Linked DNA regions of Mus musculus: all the other regions are linked to region 2. The links are chromatin contacts, called in public Hi-C and HiChIP or PLAC-seq maps. All regions are on one chromosome and are shown on one strand. The core of a region is the stretch at or near the end of the contact, and the rest is flanking DNA. Distances in the headings are between cores, read along the strand shown.

Region 1 (3,910 bases), core at 288-2,787, 500 kb after region 2:
TTGAGTTTAAGGCCCACTAGGGCTGTGGATCTATCAAGATGCTTTCCCCACAGACAGACAGACAGACAGACAGACAAACAGACAGACAGATGCAGGCAAACACCTGCCATTTCCCCAGAGATCAGCCAGTACTTACCCAATCCTTTGTTCCCTGGGAAGACTCCAGCTTCCATTCTACAAATCCTCGTCTCTTTGATAGTTGGTCACTTCTGCTTGGGGACATAGCTTTGGAACAGACACTGGCTGACTCAATGGCTCTATTCATCCTTCCCAGCATTTGTGTTGGCTCAACTAACTCATGTAGTCATTCAACAAACAGTACTGGCAAAAGGCCATGTCTGGATTTTGAGGCCGAATCTTTGGAATTCAGGAGTTGAAAGATTTTCTTCCTCTTTTTTTTTGCTCTTGAGTGCGTATTTATAGGTAGTGTAAGACTCTGGCGAGCCTTAGCTTACCAGGGACTCCCTGAGTGAACAACATGAAACCACCGGGAATCGATGCAAAAAGCAAGAGGAATTTATTTTTCCAAAGTGTTGGGGTCGTTCTACACCTGAAGGAGAAGTATCGACTGTGCACATCTTGTCCCCTTCTGAAGGGGTTCTCTTCCAGGAGGAGAGGGGGCAGGTGGAATTTTCCAAAGTTTCTGAGCTGACCTCTTCAGTACCACGTGCATGCCTGAAGCTCTCAGAGTTCAAAAGTGGCCTCTGGAACTGGTGTTATGGATGATTGAACGGCCATGTGGGTACCAGGAACTGAACCCTGGTCCTCTGCAAAGAGCACCCAGTGCTTTTAACTGCTAAGCCATCTCTCTCTAGCCCATTTAGGAAGTCTGCAGGAATTTAGGTCTATCTTAGTGTTTGAAGCAACAGCTTAATATTTGAAAAAACACAGGGAGTGGGGCAGGGATACATGAGTGTGGTGGTTTGAATAGGTTTGACCCCTATAGTCATGTGTTTGGACACTTGGCCATGGGGAGTGGCCCTATTAGGAGGTGTGGCCTTATTGGAAGAGGTGTGGCCTTGTTGGAGGAGGTACATCACTGTGTAGGCGGGCTTTGAGGTCTCCTTTACTCAGGCTCTGCCCAGTATGGGATCTGACCGCCTTTGGCTCAAGATGTAGAACTCTTAGCTCCAGAGAGAGAGAGAGAGAGAGAGAGAGAGAGAGAGAGAGAGAGAGAGAGAGAGAGAGAGAGAGAGAAGGCTGCCTACTGTAGCCAGGAAGGAAAGAAGAGAGGGTTGGGAGTGGCTGCAGCCTCAGTCTTCTGCTCTAGGACACACCTCCGGTGACCTCACTTCCTCCCACCAGACTCAGTAGATCAGCATCTCTCCACAGACAGACCCAAGCCTAGCAGCCATGCCTTTTACATAAGAGTTTTTGTGAGTCAATTAAGATCCAAACTGTCACACGGCTACTTAAACCTCCCGATGCACCAAATTTAAACGTGTGAATCTCTTCTCCCCAGCCAGCTACCTAAATCCTCCGAGGGAAATTAGAAGACACATCCTGCCTTTTGAAAATCAGGAAATGAGGGCTCTGTGTATCACACGCAAAATTCAAACTGTGTAGAAGACCTCACCACTCGGAGCCGCCCAAATGAGCGGCAACTCTTAGGAGAGGCGTTATAGAAAATGTCACCGCTTGGGAAGTCTGGCAGAAAATTTAGAAATTTTTTTCCTGGGGAGGTAACCTAAGGACACAGAGAAAAGGTCTCCAGAGCCTCTTTTGCTTTGTGTATGTTCTGTTCTGTTCTGGAAAGGACTTGAGGTAGCTTATTAAAGGGACGCACAACAGAAGTTGAAAGTACAGTAAAAAGGAAGGGCCTGTGTTTCACAGCAGGAGCCGGGAGGGGGTACCGGTAATGGAAGATCCACGTGTGGACTCAGACATGTCCTTCCAGTGGGCCACCAGCCCTGGGAGCTATCGGAACAAGGGAAACGGATGAGCAAGTGATATAAAGGGAGATCGGTTGCTCAGGAGAGCAGTATTTTTGGAGGCCAGGAAACAGGCCTCTCTCCTGCAGGCCCCCTCCACCATCTGTGTAACGTAGGAAAGCCACAATCCTAATAGCATCCTGCATCTGCTGCGGCCTCCCGTAGCTCTGAGATACAACCGTGGGCCCAGCTCAGTCTGTTCCCGAACACCCTGTATAAGGCACATGGTTCTATTTTTACTTTATTGTCTTATTTTATGCGTGTGGATGTTTGGCCTGCGGATGTGGTGTATGGTGTCTGCACCGCCTACGTGCAGTGTCCACAGAGGCCAGAAGAAGGCACTAGATCTCCTGGGACTGTAGTTACAGATGGTTTTGAGCTAACATGCCGGTGATGGGAATTGAACTTGGGTCCTATGGAGGAGGTGCAAACCTTTCAGAATCTGCTTTATGGACCAAGAAAAGAAGAGCTGTCTCTCTCCCTTTTTATTCTGTTCACATAACTCACATTTTGACAAGTGTGAGCCTCCATGTGAGACTGAGAAACGAAGCCACCACCGGAGGAGTTTGGCTGGCCATGTGCTGAGTAGCGGCATAGCGATGGCATCTCCTTTCTTCTTGTCGGTTCTGGGGGCAGCACACCCAGGACCAGGCGGGATACTCACTACCGCCGAGCATCGCCCTAGCCCTTCACACCACTCCTGCTTAAACCTCCAGCATCTCTGATCTACGTAAACTTGAGACCCATAGCAAGATCCACATATAGCCGGGAGGGCAGCAGGGTGGGTGGTTTATCTGTGTGCCAAAGTCCCTCTGTATCCGGCTGGCTCTTACTTTGCCAGGTGGTGCTGGGGAAATGTTCTCACGCTTGAGGATAAGCAAACCTGAAACATTTGGTGGGAGGCTGCGGCTTTCCCTGCCTTGAGGTCCTTAGGGAGCAGCTTGCTCATTAAAGGGTAAGGCTCCATCACACAGTGCTCCGGGGTTGGCAGGGCGGATGCGCCATCTAGTGGCCACTCCCAGAATACCCACATGCGGCTCTCTTGCCGCTCTAATGACCTGAGGGCATGTCCAGTACTGGAGCAAAAAGGTTAATTAGGGAGCTGGGGCATCTCTGTTCTCTGTGTCCAGCCCGACTAATCGTTCTGTGAGGATGGTTTTTAGGGTCTATGTGAATGAGGCACATTTAGGCAAGAAACTCAGGTAATTGGTAGGTTACAAACTGCCATGTGGTGTCCTCATGATCTCATAGTCCCTGCGTTGCCTCTTCTGGCCTCGATCCCCTTGATGCTGCTTTGCCTACAGTCCACTTCTGCTCTGCAGGCTCCTGTCATGATCTTTTCCCTATCAAGTAGAGGACCCGCTAACATGGATAAGGGCACCTTTTCTGAGCAGGGAGTGGGAGGACTGATCTGCGGAGGTGGGTGGTGGCTGCCCAGGCCTTGCTTTGGGCACAGGATTCCCATTTCGGGAAGTACACGATGCCCAGTAACAAGACATTGAGCTAGATGTGGTTCCTCAGTCTGAGGAAGTCTCAGGGTTCAATCTAGGAAGTACCCATAGTAGTTATCCAGTATAAGTAGCCAGATAGGACTCGGCTATCCTCAGAGGAGGGAGAGGCCTCAGGGCTCAGGATGTCTGCTCATCACAGGGACCTTTGATGGGTGGTGTGTGTGCTTCTGAGATCCTGGATTGGGTGGCTAGCTTCTCCTCTGTCCTCCAGGGAAGTTACTCAGCCACGTGCCTCTCCTGCCATCTTAGAGTCTCCCCAGGAGATCTCAATGTGACATAGTTAGCAGCGGGAACCAGCTAGCCAGCTGGGGACCAGCTATCAAGGTGTGGTAATGGGTGGGGGTGTCTTTCCATACATATCATATCACAAGAGTGCGGGCTTCATGGCTGCCCCATGAAGCCTTTCTGTCAGGTTAGACCCTCTGACTAGAGAGAGGCGAGGAGTATAGAGTCTCCGGGTATAGGTGT
Region 2 (3,406 bases), core at 536-3,035:
TCTGCTGCACTAAGCTTTACCTCCCACCTATTGCATTAGCACCGATGCGTGCTTTCTGGTGCATACAGTCAGCTCATAGCAAAGAGACAATAAAAATGTGCATAAGAAAAATGAAAAGTGTGCCTGTGATAGCCTGATGGGTGGGAACCAGCTCACGCATGCCTTCGTTGACTCAGAACTGCTGATAATGGGAGGCACCGTAGTTCTTGAGAGCAAAATGGAGGCTTTAAAAAAAAAAAAAACTGATATGGGTAGCTTAGAAAGCTGAGGCACTCCATGAATCAGTGAGAGCAGACCAGAGGATAGCATTCCTCTACAGTATCAGCTTCAGTTCCTGCCTTAGGTTCCTGCCCTGACCCCTCTCAATGATGGAGTGACATACAAGAGAACGGTGCAGTCAACCCTTTCTCCCCGAGCTGTTTTTGATCAGCACATTTTATCACAGCAACGGGAAAGTCAATTGGATCACTTGTTTCATTTCATCGTCCAAAATGTTCAAGTGATTTCAAAAGTGGTTGGGGGTCTCTGGTCTGCAAGATAAGCCCTTTAAAGGGCATTCTAAGCCTTGCCACCCTCCGTAAGTCTGAGTCTCTTAGTGTAAAGGATAACGTGAGTCTGTGCTGCACTTCCTTAGTAATTAGCACACTGTGCTACAATTCTGACAAAGCCCATGTATTTTGACTCAAATTATGAGTGTTGTGCAAACTGCACAAACTCCAAGAAAACAAGGCACATTGATATTAGGAGGGTGCAGAGCTCATTGATCTTAGGAGGATGCAGAGCTCATTGATCTTAGGGGCGGATGCAGACATTGTTGCGAAGCAGGAGCTCCTGGACCAGGCTTGAGGGCCGCCTTAAGGCAAGATCCCTAAATCCTTTGCCTTTAGTTGCTTCATCGGTCCAACGGGATTAGAAAGCTTGCTGGGTTGCTGTGTAGACGGAAGTTGTCAGTATCTGTGGGCACCGTGTTTGGTGCAGGGGTGAACTTAGGAAAAGAAAAGGCATTGAAAACTTCCTGAGCACCTAGTGACTCGTTAATAGCCTGTGACAAAACATGGCTTTTTTTTTTTTTTTTTTTTTTTTAAATAATGAAAGAAGAAAACAGTCACTGGTGTTCATTGATACTGGGGCTAGTTTATTTTTCCATCTCAAAACCAGGGTTGGTCAGGGAGGAGAAAGAGTGGGGAAGGTTTAAGCAAATAATAGCCCAAAATGTCTGAATAAAATTTTGCAAAGAAAAAAAATATAAAATTTTCTTCCCAAGGACGGCAGTTGGGCAACACGGGAGCGATTTTCTGCTTGGTCTTGTTCTCAAGACAAACACAGCGCCAAGTGGAAATCTTCATTTCCTCACTCGGGGAGAGACAAACGGGTCTGTCTGTCTATTAAGTCTTTCAAATCTGTGACCACAGACTGCAGGCAGAAGACAAGGAAGCAGAAGCTTGGTTGAGTTGGGCAATTGCTTGAAAAGCATCTCTGTGGGAGAGCAAGGCTCCCGGGGCAAAACGTGCTCTAGGAACAAAGCCCTCTCCCAGGGGAAGCGCAAGGGGCTGTAGTCCTTCAAGGGCTGGGGAGACAGAGGGCGGACCAACCCTAATAGCCAGGGAAATATGGAAGGAGGGACTCTGGCAGACGCTACAGTGTCTGTTTGGGTCTTTACCACTGCTAGTGGCCTTGATCCCTTTCACGCAGGATTTAAATGAGTCCAGATCCCAGGGCCCCCTCCTCCTATTCTTGGCCTAACGCACAGTGAAAATGAAAGCTCACTTGCTCAACATCCCAGGGGAAGCGCTGAAGCCACATGAATTCATTTGAGCACAAACTGAAGCTTGCCCATTCAAACGGCAAACACCATTTACTTCGAGTTTATTTATTTAAGAGAGAGCTTTTGAAATTTAATGTCATACTTCCCTGCTCCCTTTTCTGCCAGGAGATGGTTCCGAGATGAGCAGAGCGAAGGTAGAGGGTGGAGAGGGGCGCTCAGTAGCACCCCCTGCTGGTTGGTTGTTTTGTTGGCTTGCTGCTGGGTCGGCAGTGTGGATATTGCTGATGGAGAGACTCAGTGAGGAGATATGGAGAGGTCGTCGCCCACGCTGTTGGCGTCTGCAGTTTCTGTCCCTGCCACGCTAAGCAAGAGGCCACTATTGATCCTTTCTTATACCCACTCATGCTCATTGAAAGCTCGTGGCTTTAAACACCATTCATACGCTCAGGCTTTTCCTTAGCGACAGACTTGTTTGTCCACCCGCTAGAAGGCGCCACAAGGATACTGGATGCAAACTGCGTGCTTCCAGGCTCAGCACCTGCCCTTGCTAAGTCCGACTTCCTCTCCCGACTCTTTCGGACAGTGAAGGCAACTCCTTCATTTCCACATCTTGGGTTCACCCCTGACCATCTTAATTCTCCACGCACTAGCCCACGTGATCAGCAGCCCCGTGACCTTACCTTTAAAATACACTCAGAGGTCGATGGCTGACCACTTGCTCCCAGCCACTACCTCAGCGTAGCCACCACTGGCCTCTTTCCAGGTTGTTACCTATTTGGCTTCCCGGGTTCTTGTCTCTCTGATATACAAATCCATCCCGAAAGCAAACTCCCCTGTTAGTCTCACATGGTTTGAATAGTCTCACATGGTTTGAAGCCTCTGGTTTCTCCGACCTCGTCGCAGTTAGCTTTCCTGTCCACTTGCAGCTCTGATTCAGGAGCCCTGCGAGTCCCCTTCCCTCTGTATACGATGGCGGTCACCTGGGTTAGCTCCTGACCCAACCTGGGCTCCTGGTGCTGCTCAGATATCCTTATCTCCTGAGGATTAAATACCTAGATACTTTCTCTAATCATCTTCACTACCCATCTGAATTAGGGTTCTCTAATGGAATGGAACTGATAAAATCAGTGTGTGTGTGTGTGTGTGTGAGAGAGAGAGAGAGAGGGGGGGGGGATAGAGAGAGAGAGAGAGCACCTGTGCGCCCACTAAAGGAAAGTCCAAGAATTCCGTAGTTGTTCCCTCCACGAGACAGGAAGTTTCAGTGTCCTTACCTGGTGCTGGAATCTGATAAGTTATTTCTCTGCCAGTAAAATGAGCCACTTCAAGCCAGATATATATATGTATATGTGTATGTATATGTATGTATGTATGTATGTATGTATGTATGTATGTATGTATGAAGCAGGTTTATTGAGACACTGCTCTTGGACGAGTTCACTAGCCCCAAGAAAAGAGGCCTTCAAGGAAACATGCAAGCTGTTCACACAGATACGGTCAAGAATTGGCTCACACTCATGTGCTCTCTCTCCCTTCTCTCCTCTCCTCTCTCTCTCTCTCTCTCTCTCTCTCTCTCTCTCTCTCTCACACACACACACACACACACACACACACACACACACACATACACAGAGACATTCACTC
Region 3 (3,599 bases), core at 1,035-3,534, 400 kb after region 2:
AGGCCCATTTCTCAGGCACTGGTTCTACAGAAGCCTGGAGAACAAGCTTCCCTGAAGACTCCTCAATTCTCTCCTCCACCAAAACGCAGCTTGTAGACACACTTACAGGAGCCTGCAGAGGTGAGGTTGGAAGAGGACATCGGATCCCCCCCGAACTGAAGTTCCAGATGTGAGCTGCCACATGGGTGCTGGACGGGGTCGTCTGCAAGAGTAGTCAGTGTTCTTAACCACGGAGACATCTGTCCAGCCCCCAGTAGTTTGATTTCCTTTTTAAACTGCAGGATTAGAGTATTTACGATCTTGTTCCTTGTTCATCAGTCTCCCTCGGGGCTACCTTGCAGTGTAGATGGCTGCTATAATCTGTAGGCAAACACTTTGGAGGAGGCAATGTTAGCAGGGCAAGAAAGGCTCAGTAAGGAGAAACTTCTGGCTGAGAGACCAGAATCTCTGGCCTAGGTGGAGATCTCACAATTCAGAGGAACGGGTCAGTGACCTGGCAGAGGGACCACCCCCAGGAAGGCAGGTTCACCTTAAGCCATGCTAAAGAGATGGGTGGGATAGTTGTTCCTTTAATGAAATACTGTCCTTTTCCTTCCCAGAATCCCCAACACACACACACACACACACACACACACACACACACACACACACACACACACAGAGTGCAGTCCTTATGAATCGAGCCACCGGGAGGTTCAGCTTGGTCTGTTCATCTTGAGTCAGAAAGGTGTACATTTTTCTTTTTTCCATTTTCTGTCTTTTTCAGATGATTGCCAGGATCTAAGTATGCTTTTTCTGGTACCCTGGGCTTCGTTGCTCTTTCTCTAAAGCCCCCTCCACGCCTGCTCTTCTGTTAGTCAGATGATGCTAATGGTAGCTAACTCACAAGGGTAGCAGGAAGACCCAGCAGATAATATATGCAAAATACTTGCAACAGGGTTGGCACATCATAAATACCTAGAAAATAGTAGGAACTTATTATTAATAATAAGTGGATATACACTTCCCAAGCAGGTGGTAAATACATGGGTGTTATTTTGATTAAGTTTTCAAATGCTCATAGATCTTACGAACACTTTTTATGTGCATGATGTGTGTAGGACGCGGGTGAACGTACATTAAAAATAAATGAGCGCGTATGAGGATATTTCAGAAATCCAAAATAGAGAGAAATATCCCATCCTGCTATTGAACCTCTGTGTCAAATAATGGTACTGTACTGGTGTTCTGAGTCATGGCTCAAAAGTAAGGGTCCTATAGGGCTAGTATTGATGGCCTGTGTTGATATTTTCATGTCTTCTCTTCCTGGTGCTCGGGATTTAACAGAGGGCCTGGTACCTGCTAGGCAAGTGCTCTCCAGTTAAGCTGTATCTCCGGTCTCTTCTTGTGGTTTTCTGAGCCTGCTCTGGGTGTTTCTGTATAGCTCAGGTTACCCTCAATTCATAATCTTTCTGCTCTCGAGCCCTGGGTGCTAGGCCTATAGGAATATGCTGTCATGTCTGGCTTTTTCATTAGGTTGTCAGGTTGTAGATTCGATGGAGTCACAAGGATTGACCCACCTTAATGGCTGCCCAGTACAGGAGGAAGGGCAGCTACGAGATTCTGCAGAGGGGAACTGATTCATTTTGCATCAACTCATATGCCATATATGCCAATGACTCCTTCCACTAGCAAATGCTGAAACATCACCTTTTACTTTGTCCCCTGTCTCCTCTGGCCACCTCCTTTGGCTTTCTGAGACAGGGTTTCCCTGTGTAGCCCTGGCTGTCCTGGAACTTGCTCTGTAGACCAGACTGACCTCAAACTCAGAGGTTTGTATACCTTTGCCTCTCAAGTGCGGTGAGTAAAGGTGTGCGCCACCACACCTAGGTCATCACCTTTTCTATTTCCTTTATTGTCTTCTTTTAATCTCTCTACATGGAAAGAGGGTGATGTTGGTGAGGTTGTTTAATTTGGGGCTTCAGAAGATGGTCCAGGTGAAATGGACACACCATACTCCATTTCTCTGGTACTCTTTGCAGGGTTGCTGTTGCTCTCAAAGCCTGTTGCAGCAGAGTTAATTTCCTGACCCGAAGACACCTCTTTTGCATAGTTCCTGGAGTCTGCAGTGCTACCCTGGCCCCCTCCAAATGCCAGCTGCTGCCCAGCATTCATTTGTGAACCTGTTCGCATCCTTCAAACCAGCTGCAAGTGTCTTGCCCATCTCTGAATCACTTGTGACTGACTCGGCAACTGACTATGGCTGGAAGGATGGGCTAGCGCTTCTAGGACCAAGTTGAAGAAGGCGTAGCCACTTCCTTCCTGTCTGCTTGTGGGAAGCTAGCTGCCCAGTCATGAGGAGGCAGAAGGTCTAGGAAGAAGCTCACCCAGAGGAGGAAATAAAGTCTCCTGCCGACAGCCAGCTGCAACTTGTTCTGCATGTGAGCAAGCCGTCATAGCAGAGATTCTTCTAGAACAAACCAAGGGTGAGGATAGCTATGCCCACAGCCAATATCTTGACCCAAGAGAGATCCTTTGCCAGAAAGCTCAGCTAAGATACCCCTGGAGTTCTGAGCCACAGGAAAAATGAGATAATTTTTTTTTTTGTTTTTTGTCTTCTATTCCCCGCACCCCTTGCTCGCTCCAGGCCCCTGTCTTTTGTTTTAATCTTTAGATTTAGTTATTTACTTGTGAATGCATGAGTGATAGCCTGCATTTACGTATGTGCACCACATTTGACGCTCATAGAGGCAGAAAAGGGTCGTAAGCCACCGTGTGTGTGTGTGTGTGTGTGTGTGTGTGTGTGTGTGTGTGTGTGTGCTGGGAACCGAACCCTGGTCCTCTTCAAGACTGATGGGTGTGCTTAACTGCTGAGCCAATCTCTCTAATTGGAAAGATGATATGTTATTGCTATAATAAGTCACTAACTTTTGGAAGTAACTTGTCACACAGCAATGGACAACTGAATAGAGACACGGAGGTGTTGCCCACTGTTTTGTGAACAACTAGGTAATGTTTTCTAAGAGATGCAAAGCCAAGGCTAGTGCGAATTCTGTGCATGTCTGGGTTGCCGAGAGAGGTTAGAGGCAGAGTCATGGCTTAAGGGTTTCCTGAAATACTGAAGACAGAGGGCATGGAAAGTCTGTTTAGAGAGAATGGAAGGAGATACTTCAGGATAAAGTCAAGGGCCGAGGCAATCTGAAGGGACAGTGAAAGGTGCCTGTTAGAGTTCAAGTCCTAGAAAAGTAGCTTTAGCTGAACTTTGTTGCCAGGTATGGAGAGTTAGGATGTTACAAGTCTGAAGCTAAGATGACCTTGGGCTAAAAAGTCAATCTATTACCTTCTGTGTATCTGACTACATTTTAAAAAGAGATTATTAATTTTATGTGTATGAGTACACTGTAGCTGTCTTCAGACACACCAGAAGAGGGAATTGGATCCCATTCAGGTGGTTGTGAGCCACCATGTGATTGCTGGGAATTGAACTCAGGACCTTCAGAAGAGCAGGCAGTGCTCTCAACCACTGAGCCATCTCTCTAGTCCAATAAACTGCTTTTAAGACATTATTCTCCTTCTCCCTCCCCCTCCCATTCCCCCCTCCCCCTCCCTCCCTCCCCTCC

What was found. Hi-C and Micro-C count contacts between places; a contact is called where the count stands out from the background. HiChIP or PLAC-seq counts read pairs in DNA pulled down with a chosen protein or histone mark.
Region 1: a contact with region 2 is called in an H3K4me3 HiChIP or PLAC-seq map of embryonic basal ganglia, with 5 times the contacts expected there. The contact joins two enhancer-like sites. A contact is called at or near these places in 1 of 15 datasets of contacts at CTCF or cohesin (large pre-B cells), 5 of 484 Hi-C or Micro-C datasets (CD4 T cells, the HPC-7 cell line, bone marrow-derived macrophages and 2 more) and 11 of 115 datasets of contacts at active chromatin or transcription factors (SST interneurons, embryonic basal ganglia, embryonic forebrain and 7 more).
Region 3: a Hi-C map of CD4 T cells shows a contact between it and region 2, with 2.7 times the contacts expected there. The contact joins two enhancer-like sites. A contact is called at or near these places in 1 of 484 Hi-C or Micro-C datasets (CD4 T cells) and 4 of 115 datasets of contacts at active chromatin or transcription factors (astrocytes, embryonic limb bud, large pre-B cells and 1 more).

Annotation. Positions count from the first base shown.
Region 1 is chr5:149,333,129-149,337,038 of GRCm38.p6, forward strand. No RefSeq gene overlaps it. Among named protein-coding and RNA genes, the nearest start is that of Gm35620, 13 kb to the left of the region's middle. Within about 2 kb of position 1,538, at least 50 of the 459 cell types and tissues checked have an H3K27ac peak or open chromatin away from gene starts, as enhancers often do.
Region 2 is chr5:148,829,801-148,833,206 of GRCm38.p6, forward strand. No RefSeq gene overlaps it. Among named protein-coding and RNA genes, the nearest start is that of Gm36405, 22 kb to the left of the region's middle. Within about 2 kb of position 1,786, at least 51 of the 459 cell types and tissues checked have an H3K27ac peak or open chromatin away from gene starts, as enhancers often do.
Region 3 is chr5:149,232,942-149,236,540 of GRCm38.p6, forward strand. 2310047D07Rik (a long non-coding RNA gene) reads left to right here. Exons shown (of 2, transcript XR_003956021.1): 2 at 2,093-3,599. Among named protein-coding and RNA genes, the nearest start is that of n-TNgtt14, 5.7 kb to the left of the region's middle. Within about 2 kb of position 2,285, at least 74 of the 459 cell types and tissues checked have an H3K27ac peak or open chromatin away from gene starts, as enhancers often do.